Regions from separate parts of the Zea mays genome. Here region 2 is linked to region 1. Evidence: chromatin contacts called from public Hi-C data. All regions are on one chromosome and are shown on one strand. The core of a region is the stretch at or near the end of the contact, and the rest is flanking DNA. Distances in the headings are between cores, read along the strand shown. Region 1 holds the start of LOC100191432. Region 2 holds the start of LOC100285174 (hydrogen-transporting ATP synthase, rotational mechanism).

The links. A called contact is a pair of places that touch in the nucleus more often than the background predicts.
Region 2: a contact with region 1 is called in a Hi-C map of leaf, with 4 times the contacts expected there. The contact joins the promoter of LOC100285174 here to the promoter of LOC100191432 in region 1. A contact is called at or near these places in 4 of 25 Hi-C or Micro-C datasets (bundle sheath, leaf and tassel).

Annotation. Positions count from the first base shown.
Region 1 is chr8:144,918,228-144,923,918 of Zm-B73-REFERENCE-NAM-5.0, forward strand. LOC100191432 reads left to right here and starts at 2,769. Exons shown (of 12, transcript NM_001367165.1): 1 at 2,769-3,515. The coding sequence starts at 2,914.
Region 2 is chr8:145,105,977-145,111,667 of Zm-B73-REFERENCE-NAM-5.0, forward strand. LOC100285174 (hydrogen-transporting ATP synthase, rotational mechanism) reads right to left here and starts at 2,086. Exons shown (of 3, transcript NM_001291793.1): 1 at 1,938-2,086; 2 at 1,608-1,807. The coding sequence starts at 1,789.

The DNA.
Region 1 (5,691 bases), core at 1,519-4,018:
ACACCGGACAGTCCGGTGTACCTTTCCGACCGTTGGCTCGGCCACGTGTCGCGCGCCGATCGCGCGGCCGACCGTTGGCCCGGCCGACCGTTGGCTCACCGGACAGTCCGGTGCACACCGGACAGTCCGGTGAATTTTAGCCGAAGTCGCCGGAGAAAAACCCGAGAGCGGCTGGTTTGCTCCGCGCTGGTCTGGCGCACCGGACACTGTCCGGTGCACACCGGACAGTCCGGTGCCCCAACCCGAAACAGCCTTTGGCTGTACACAACCACTCTCCACTTCTTTTCTTTTCTTCTTCTTCCTGTTTCTAATACTTAGACAAGATATTAGTACACAAAAACCAATGTACTAAGGCTTAGAAACATACCTTTACTTGTGATTTGCACTTTGTTCAACCATGGGCACATTTTCACATTTAAGCACTTGTGTTTGCACTCAATCACCAAAATACTTAGGAATGGCCCAAAGGCTCATTTCCCTTTCACACATAAGTCGGACGACTAGTCGCCCTAGTCGACGATTAGTCGGACGACCAGGACGACTAGGTTTTCTAGTCGAGTCATCCATCAAATCATGTACTAATTACCGACCATCCCGACTGATCACGATTAATCGCGATAAGTCGGACGACTTGAATCATTGCTACTACTAACTCACATATTGATCCATTGTCTTCAAAGTCTATGAAAAACAAACTCACTGCTGATAGAGTTCAAGTAAATTGATTCAAATAGGCATAACATGAGCCAAACCACATTCAGTAGTGCGTTAACTGAGTTTAGTAAACATATTCATATAGCCAAACCTAAATCAGATGTTGTTGCTTATAGTGGCATGATGTTGTTTCGATTAGCATAGGGCATTTGAGACAGATGACTCTTTTTATACTTGACCATAATCTTGGTCTTTGCTTAATTAACAAGCGATCGTGTTCAAATCATTTCAAACCTTCAAGATATCCATTATATTTTCATGATTCTTTATTAAGCACCATCTTCATCATCTTTGTTGTGCACATAAGAAATCTATGTAGATTCAGATTAATATCACTTGAAGAAAAATGCCAAAGGTATTGTCTACTGGTTTGTGGTGTTTAACAACATGTCTTGGTAGATGCCAGACACTGCTGGTCAGGAAAGGTCCCAGAGTATTGGCTTTGCATTCTACCTTGGAGCTGCCTAGCTGTGGTCAATATATGCCAAATATTTAGATAGCTGCACCACATGACACATTGCATAATTAACATACTACTGCTAATCGAGTTCACTAACCACATCCCAACCAAGAAGCGTGAGGGATGTGATAGGGAAATGACCGAGCGGAGGGAGGATAAGCGATCGAGCGAGCTATAAAATGGATTGTTTTGAACTTGTACCTTTCTTAGCCTTTTGGCTAAGATAAAGTGCAATATCTAGTTTAATATATGGTATATGGGTCATATGTTCACTTTAATTTATTCTTTTATGGGGTCTACTTTAAATTTTTTACAGGGAGGGTCTATCAAACTGTTTTACCCTATATAATCAAATATAATTGGTGTACCGCCGCAACGCACGGACGATAAAGATAGTTTTCTTGCCCACCAACCGAACCTGTACTTGTACTCCATCGACGACAACTTTCATATCCGTTTCGTGCCCTAAAAAGTACCCGATCCATGACCCTGTCCGCCTCAACTCTGCCCCATGCCTCGTTATCCACTCCCCAAGGTTCACCAAACCGGATGTCTAGGAAAAAACCGATCGAGGCCGATATCCGATTCATCGTAATAAATTAGTAGAAACTACTAGAAACCGACCGAATTCAAAATGAAACAGTTTTTGAATTCAAATGACTCAAGACCGATTAATAGACCGATAAGACAAATTAATCGGCTTCTAACCTGATAAACTGTCAGCTTATTTACAGAAACCGAACCACTTGCTTTTTGACAAATAAAGCATATTGAGGTCCCAAAATTTGAACAAAAGATGGTCCAATTGTTATCATAACTCCAATAACAAAATTTAACAGTTTAAATACATGCAGCAGTTGTGGAAGATATAGTTAGTAGTGATTCATGACACGAACATTGAAAACCGTACTAAGTGTTCCCTTCCTTTCTTGGTCAGTGTAACGAATAACTCAAATAATGGCTCTATTGCATCAACCAAATAATAACTATAGTTGTAATGCTATAGAATATATGTGTATATACAGTATACAATAGTCATTAGCCATAACAATTAAATCATATATGCACTAAGTACATAATAAATTTTAGTTTATTATAAACTAACTCCTTTTCAGCCATAGATATACAACTATAAGCTTTTTCTTTTTGTTATGGGGCCGCGGTCCCTGCTAGCCCCCTTGTCTACGCCAATAAACCTATATTGCATGTAGCATTGGTAATCTGAAAACTTTCATGATTTTTAGTTTGAAATCCGTTGTGTATTTTGAAATTTGATTTCAGAAGAAAGTCTTCGAATAATTCATAGTATTTATACGAAAATTGGCATCAAAAGTTTTTAAATTTACATTTTTTCCAAATTCAAAATCCAAAACCGGTGTACTGTCGTTACCGGCTAACACCGATTACCTGTTATACCGTGTCCAGCAATCTATCCATATGGTTAATTAAAACCCTATTTTATATTGTATTGTTTAGAGAGTTAAGTTTGAATATAAATATGAGAATGAATAAGCTCGTGTAGATAGCCTTAAACGGCCGGCTAAGCGGATTAGCCAATCGGTTTGGTGACCTTTCCATCCCGTTCCGTTCCACTGGTCCCTCGCTGTCCCCAGCTTCCCCGCCCCTCCTCTAGCCGTCGATTCGAACTCTCTCAAAACCAAAACAGCAGTGCATGAGAAAAAAGGGGAAAAATCTCGACACATCGCAACGCGCCGCTCCCAAATCTAGGTTGCTTGGCCATGGCCGACCCGCCGGCCCCCGACACACAGCTGGAACAGGCGTCACCCGCCGCTGCCCCCGCTGACCCTGCCGAGGACGCCCCGGTCGAGAAGAGCCCCGCGGCGCCCCTCACGCTGGAGCCGGACGCCGCTGCGGTGTCGGATGGGGCAGCGGGTGAGGTGGAGGATGAGGAGTACGTGAGCGACCCCGACGATGAGGCGCTTCCTACGATGCGGCGCCGAGAGGCCAGTGACGACGAGGGGTCCGAGGACGGGAGGCCCACGGCGCGGATGGGCCCTGACCAGGACGACGACGGACAAGGGGCCCCCGAGGCGTACGACGACGAGGTGGACGAGGAGGATAAGGAGTACTACGACGAGGAAGACATGGGAGAGGGGTTCGAGGAGGAGTACGAAGGGCGCGTGGCACTTCCCATGGACGACGGCGGCGGCAGCCAGGTCTCGCGCGGAGAGGATGGCGTGGCTATGGAGGAGGGGTTGACGGAGGGGGAGGCCAAGGGCGAGGGGGGAGAGAAGGAGCAGGAGCCGTTTGCGGTGCCCACTTCCGGCGCCTTCTACATGCACGATGACCGGTTTCAGGAGGAGAACCGTGGCAGACGCAGGTGTGTGTGGATGGCTTAAAACTGCACATTCAGTTCTAGCTGTAGAATCACAGTTATTATTACTTAGTTTTAAGTTGGGCGGGAGGCTTCGGGCCTTTTGCTCTGTGTCCAGCATTGTCAAAACGGCACGACCAAATGCTCTCGTACTTTCAGCTCCTAAAATTGATAATAGCATTGAACTAAATGCTGACTAATTCTAATTTAAGTCTGCAATTTTTTGTCAACAACACTTTGTCTGTCATTAATACTAAATAAAATGATGATAAATTTCAGGTAAAGGGACCAAAGGCTATTGAATGAGGACAGGACTCTAATGTATAATTATGGATAATATTAGGCTGATATTGCCTGGAGTTCCGAACTCGAAAACTTTGCATAAAAGTTATAGCTTTTCTTGACATAGGTGAGTAGGAAAAACAGAATTTGAGAAAGCGAGGGCATTTGATACCGTCTGCTATAATATCAGGTTTGCCTATACAATCTCTGTCTTTTGTTTCAAAAGGCAGAATAGCACCACTTTGCTGATTGCATAAGCATTTTGTCTAGGTTCTTTGCTGCCTAGAATGGTTTAGGCCATTATCTCTATGTGAGAGTGGGAGTGTGGGACAGATGGGAGACAGAGGAAGATGAATTGCGGTTGTGGAACTTGTATACCTGATAATGTCAATTTAATTGTTTTAACTAATAGGCAGATTTGCTGTGGGACACTCGGAAAACATGGAATTGGCTATGGCACACCACCAACTCCAGTATTGGCCAAGTACCATTATGAAACCGGGTTTGTTTGCTGTAAGACACCACCCCCATAAAATATGATTTCCATTGGGTTTTGGAGAGAGAGGCAAGGGAAATAACACTTTTGCTCTCATCCTCTTCCTCTTGCTCATCGGAGGACACCGGTTGTAACACCCCATGCCCCCCCTGGCGGGGCGCCTCAGCCACCTTGGACGCCAGCTTCTGTTGTTGGCATGGCGAGGCGGAGCGCATTGGAGACTACCGCCGAGGTGGAGCGCCTTGGAATTCTGCTTGCTGCTACTGGCCTCAGCAGGGCTTCTTCCCTACGCTGTGGGAGGAGATGGCGTGTGAGCTGTCGCCGGGCCAGGTGGCGGTCGGTGTCCAACACTGGTGTTGGCGGGTGAGTTGGGCCACCTTGGCAGACCCAGCATGGTGGAGGTGCTCGTGCCGCTCATGGAGGGTCCAGATCTGGAGGCAGGCCATGGCTTAGCCTGTGGCGGTGGCACGTGGAGGGAGGTGTGAGGACAGTCGGTGGCTCGGTGCATGGTGGCACTGTTGTCCGACGAGACGGGCTTGAGTTGGCGAGTAGGGAACATGGGTGGCCGACACCAGTAGTCCAAGGCAGGGCGATGTGGAGCTCCTGTCTAGTGTCACCGAGTGGGTGAGGGCCGGGGCGAGGAGGTGAGCCACGAGTCTGCAACGGCGCAAGCACATGCCTGAGATGGGGGCACACTGTGTGATCTGTTTGTCGCGTTCCTGGAGAAACAGTGATTCTAGCTATGAGGGATGCTCGACGGAGAAGAGACCGGATGATCGGTGAACAACCAGAGGTTGAAGAAAAGGGTAGAAAAGACATTCCCCCACCTTGAACTCTAATAATCGGTGCGATGTGTTATGGCAAATATACACTCATTCATAAGGGTACTAGGCATATTTCAACATTGGCGGTGTGGATTGGCCAATTCCATTGAAGTCGGATGTCCTGCAGCAAAATTTGCCTAACAGTATGACATATTTCTAGCTATCATGTCATTACTTGAGCTGTCTGGAGAAAAGTACAATTACCTAGGGCTGTCTGACTAGGTGCTACTGTGGTAGGCATAGCCTGAACACCTCCCTAGCACCAATTGCTTTATGAAACATTTACTTAACTACTGTTTTTCTGAGAATGAGGTCAAAATGGAAAGTACAACTAATAGTTAATAATTTGTAAATGAGTAGTACTGCTATACAGCGGAATCACACCTATGCGGCGCCATGGTTTTTCTCTAGCCTAACTCCTGTTTGAACACTGTTGAGGACATGGGACCAGAAAAAAAATCAGAACAGAACTACAGAAGCACTGGAGCCGGAAGTCATATAGGAGCGATGTTAGGCAGCTCTCCCTTTGTTTGTAAATGTACGATGATACTGTAGAAAGTGTGCAGTGAAGCCTCCTAAC
Region 2 (5,691 bases), core at 836-3,335, 190 kb after region 1:
TTGTATTTAGACAAATGATGTTCAAATTGCAGCTCCTTGAGATTTCAAATTTTGTTGACATTTCTATTTATTATCATCAACTTCAATATACATCCAAGCTACTCCCCTCCGTTCCAAGTCATTTTGTCTTTTCTTTAGGTCCATAGTTTTTGCTGTGCTTCTAGATATACACAATGACTAGATACATAGTAAAAACTATGAACCTAGAAAAGCCAAAATGACTTACAATTTGGAAACATAGGGAGTATTAGTTAGCACCAGGGCCCTGAGAGGAAATATTTTCGCCTTATGTTAATAAACATTTCCATCATTGTGCTACTTCGAAGTACCACATTGACTTGAAACATTTGAAGACAAACTACAGGCCCTCAAACACTGTGCTTGACACTGTACTAAAATGTTTTTTAGCATTGTTAAATTCCAAGCGCAGCTAACTAGCAAATACAAAGGAAATACAAGATCAATACCGGGTCAAGTGCATTCAGTCATCCTATCACATATGCAAATTACTTAGATATAAGGGAGTAAAGAGGAAGACAAAATCCAGATACGGATACACCTGCATGCTGCACCCAGCAAATCTTACACACTCTGATCAAAGAAAAAATTGACAACACTTGATGCTAAAGATGTTATGCATAAACTTTTATAAACCAGATATATACATGTGCACAGCATTTTCCGCTGTCAATCAACTGACATCCAAAATAAACAAGAAGCAATCACATTTCCCAATAACCAATGCAGTTATCAGTGTTTATATGCAAAGCTAAACCTACTCTTCCATGCATGCATAGTTTTTGGCCACGGTGATATTACAAAGATTCATTTCTAGAACCATACAGCAAATTCTTCTTGCAGTAGTGTCATGACACATCAACACCGCAAGGGACTCTACACCAGGGTGCTAATTGATCAAACCTTCATGGTTTTCCCTAACAGCCATGCATTGTGTTCTATGCACCTATCTGTCTCCACATAAGATGGATCTCAGTGCAAGCATTGAAGTATAAGTTTATTTCGCTATGAAACTTCAAAATTGTGTTTAATCCACCAAACCAAACTTAAATTCAGGAACTGGCAAGTATAACATTGAAAGAGGAGATAGAACATTCCATTGCATAAAGGTATAGCATCATGATATAATGAACAAAAACATTAAAAATAGATGGGAGATTTGTCACATTTGCTATCACAACAAACCACATGATAAACACACATATTAAGTCATAAACAGTAAAGCCACGAAGACTGCCCTCAAAAGTGAAAAGCGTAGATATGCTGTGCTACCTACAAATGCTCAGTTACACCACGGGAAAATAACCACATTATCTTCCTAACAATCTTAATCCGCTCACAGAATCAGGCAGTCAGCTTGGCTATCCTCATCGCTGATACTGGCCATAACCAAGTCATATCATACATACATACAGTTAATTAGGAAAAAAAACTGCACAACACTATACCCGTCTAACAAGCGACCTGAACAAGCCCGAAAAAAGCCCCGTTAAACGCACGAACGAACAGATCGTGCAGCACTTCAGGCAAGAGAACCCAATTGACTAATCGCAACGAGACACAACAACAAAAGCCACAGTTGGTTTCACCTTGCGAGGCGGGTGTAGAAGAGCTGCTTGGAGAGCTCCTGGCATTTCTCGATGGTGGGGGGCTGCACGACGTACTGCTTGTTCTTCTCCATGAGCTCCTTGTAGTAGGAGCCGCCGTGCTTCGAGGCGAACTCCGCCGCCTGCACCGCCTGAGCGCGCAGCTGTGCCAGCCTCGCCGCCATCGCCGCCGATCCTAAACCCTACGGCACCCCGAACAGGAAGGGAAAACCGAGTCAAATCGAAAGGAACCAGATCTGGACGCACGGGGTGGGGAGACTACGGATCTGGCGGGAAGAGGTCAGAGTTTATGGTGGAGAATCGGAAGCTCACCTTGGTGGATCGAAGGGGAGAGGTGCCGCCACGAGGTGCGAGGAGATCGATAAGGACGAAAACGGCGGGCGAGATGGGGAGAGAAAAACGGCGGCGGAGGGTGGGTGCGTATGGGTTGGTCAAGACTCGAGACCTCGAGGGTCGAGGGTAATATCGTCAATTCATTTTGTAGTTTTGGTTCAGAACTCACAAGAGATGGATTTGGAGATGGATTTGTATGTCATCGTGTTTAAGAAGGTGTTTGGTTACTTTAGTCATACTACTAAATTTTAGTCAATAAACTTTAGTCACTAGAATTTATATATGAGAAATCTCCATTAGTTACCATGTTTGGTAATTTAGAGATTAAAATTGATTAAACTTTAGTCACAATAAGATAGTTATTTAAACATGTTTTAAACTATAAATTATTTATAAAGCTTTCTAATTGTGGGAAAGTCCATTAAGACGTCATGTTTGTTTCGTTGGAATTAAAATACATTCTAATAATTATAATTTAGACAAAAATAATTAAGTTAATATATTTGTCTATGTATTATATTTGTATATTATCCTAAATCATATGAGAGAGAGATAGTTATACACTACATTTGTGTTATAAAGAAGCAAGTAGAAGAGTACATTATAAATTGTATATTAGAAAAGTAGCATGTAAATATATAGAATCAATTTCTATCTCTTACTCCATAAATTTGAGATAGTCTTATATATACACTTTGGAAAGTTATGTAATGTCACATTCTAAATAAATAACCTACTACATTAGTTAGATTCTAATTCCTCAAAATGAAGGAAAACAAACGGGCCCTATGTTATTGTTTATTAGATTTGCATCCTAAGATTTGTAAGCCAATGTAGTTCAATTAACATCTAGTTCAAGTATGAACATCCTAAGATTTGTAAGCCACTGTAGTTCGACGAACATCCAGTTCAAGTATGAAATTTCATATTAAGAACATTGTAGTGTACATATATCAATAATAAATAAATAATACAAAATATTAGGAACCCCCTCCATAAGTCCATAACTACTGTAAATTCAAAACGCACCAATCTGATTGTACTAAGATCACGTTTCTAATAAGTACCAAAAATCACAAGATACAAAGCAAAAAACGTAAAATAGATAGTACTCCTGTAGTATCATCTATCATGGTAACTGTTGCACAATTGACACATTTCATACGATCCGGATAAAATGTGCATGTGTTACAACGGCACATAAATTATTCGAAAAAATGTTAGTGCACAATACAACACACTTCTTGAATGCAAGTAATTCAGTGGATTCCAAAATTTTAACATACTTTTCACACTAATGAAATGATGAATGTTAAGAGCATCATGTTCAAGAATGACAAGGTTTCGGCATTCCTAACTTCCTTGCTTTGGTTAGTGTGTATGTGTCGTGCAACTCCATAAGGACGTGGTCGCGATGAGGGGAGGGCCTCCGACTCTTTCAACCTCTGATCTTTCTGTGGTGGATGGAGCGTCCACCAATGAGTTAACCGGGTTGCCCGTTCCAACCTCCCTGCCCGTCCAAGGGATGCTGGCGACGCCGTCCCCTAGTGTCTGCCTTATTATGATGACTTCCTGCGCAGTCTCTTTGAGGGGGGTTTCGACCGCCGGTGTGTTTCCCCTCATCGGAGCTTCACCAGAGGGGAGGGGTGTTTTGGTCCTGCTTCCATCGCTGCCGTCCCTGGGTGCCACGGTGGTGATCACTCAACCTGAGGCGGCGACGTCGTTGGTTGTGGCCTCTTTTTCTTCAACAAGGGTCGTGGTCCCTCCACCACCGGAGGGACACCCTTCTCCTCCCCCTAGATGTCGGGGCGGACGTGGAGGATGGAAGTGAGGCAAGTCAACATCGTACCAGGGCGACCTCAGCCTTGGCACTATGAGGAGAGGCTCGATAGCTTTCGGGACATGGTCTCGATTGCTCGGGCGTCGATGACACAGAATTTCATCCCCTTTGGGCAGGTAATTGTCGCTTATCGGTTACTCCTTGTTTCTTGCCATTTTATCGTCACCTAAGATGATCACCGGGTTACCATTTCGTAATGTCTCTTTGCGCGATCAAGGGCCAGGGCGGAGGAGTTTCTATCCGTTCAGTGGGAGGTGGAGCAGCTCCATGTGGTGGCCACCCATTTGGTGGCGAAGCAGCGCAAGCTAGTCGAGCTTCGCTCTAGGGCCGAGCGTCTTGAGAGCGAGGAGGCCCAACTTCGCTCTAAGGGCGAGGGTGCTCGGACAGAAGCCGATCACCTCTGGGGAGATGAGACACAACTTCTGGCGGTCCTTCGTGAGGTGAGTCTTCAGGTCGGTGAGGTCGAGTCTTCCCTTGGTGAGGCCAACACCCACCTGGAGAGGACAAATGCGGAGCTTTTGTGAGAGCACGGCGCCACTGAGGGTAGGTCCCCTTTCGCACTTCTGTACCCTATGTCTTTGATTGTTTTTTCCTTTCTTCCTCCTCATAGCTCCGGAAGATGCTCTCTCAGGCAGATGACGCAAAGAGGACAGCTAAGGAGATGAAGGCAGTGGCTGAGGCCCGGGTGCGAGAGGTTTCGCTTGCTCACAATGGTGCCATTGTTGCATCGGCCGAGGCGGCCATCATGCTTTCCGAGCGAAGCGCCGAGCTTCAGGGGTTCTGCCTAGTCGTCTGCCAGGTGTGCTCCCACCTTTCTCCACTGCCTTCAATCGAGGTGCCTTTGGTCGACCGGATGTGGTCGCTTCCCAGGCATGAGGAGCGTGTCATTGCCGAGAGTGTGTTCCATGGTAGCGGCCTGGCTCTAGGGCAAATGGTCTCTCACTTTGATGAGATTGACACCGTTGTGATCGTCGAAGCTTTCTTTGTCGATCGAAGCGATGAGGAGCTGGACGCAATTGACGATCAAGTTCACCCATGCCAGAGTGCTCGCCGAAACGGTGGACGTGAAGACCCTGCTGGTAGGCCCTGGAGTCTAGCGTCGTCTGCTAGTGACCTGCCCCCAGCGCCTAGGCCGCTTCTTGCGTTTACTTCGTTTTGTAATAACGTTCTTGGACAAGATCTTTGTGTGGCGTGTTGTCTTCACTTTGAACCTTTTGCCCTTCGAATCCTAGCCTTAGTGGTGCTTGTGGAGTTCATAGATCTTTGTGGCGGTGGTTCCTTTTGTGTTGACTGGCGTGATTTTCGGTAGGTGTAGAGATCTTTACTTGCTTCCCGCAGGGCGCGGAGGCCTAGCCGCCTGGGTGACTTATTCGTGATACTTTGATTGAAAGCGGTCTTGGCCATTGGTACTTTAGGTCGAAAAAATCGTCTTCTGTTTGGCAGGGTCTTATGAGGTCAAAGTGATTGATGGGAACCTCTTGATCTTCATTGATTTTTTCTCAATAGATATAGGGTTTGCGACATCCAATTGATTGGAACCGCCTTTCCTTACAAAGCCTATCTGCTAAGAATTCCCACACGGGCCTTCCCTCGCCTTTCTCTCACGTAGCTATGCTTCGATCCCACGAATTTTGTGATGACCATGGCGTTAGATGATGCGTCCGCCTTGTGCGGCATGGTCCTTGGAGACATGCTCCTAGAGATTGACCATCATGGAGGCGAGTTCGCAATTCGCTCGCTCGTAAGTGTACGCACGTTTTGATGGACTCGGAGGTCGTGATGATCCCGCGTGGTCTGGACATATTTAACTTTAGATATGTGTAGTTTGGCATGGCCATGAACTTGGCGCGGCAAGGCCTCTCGAGTATGGCATTGTAGGATCCTAGGAAATCC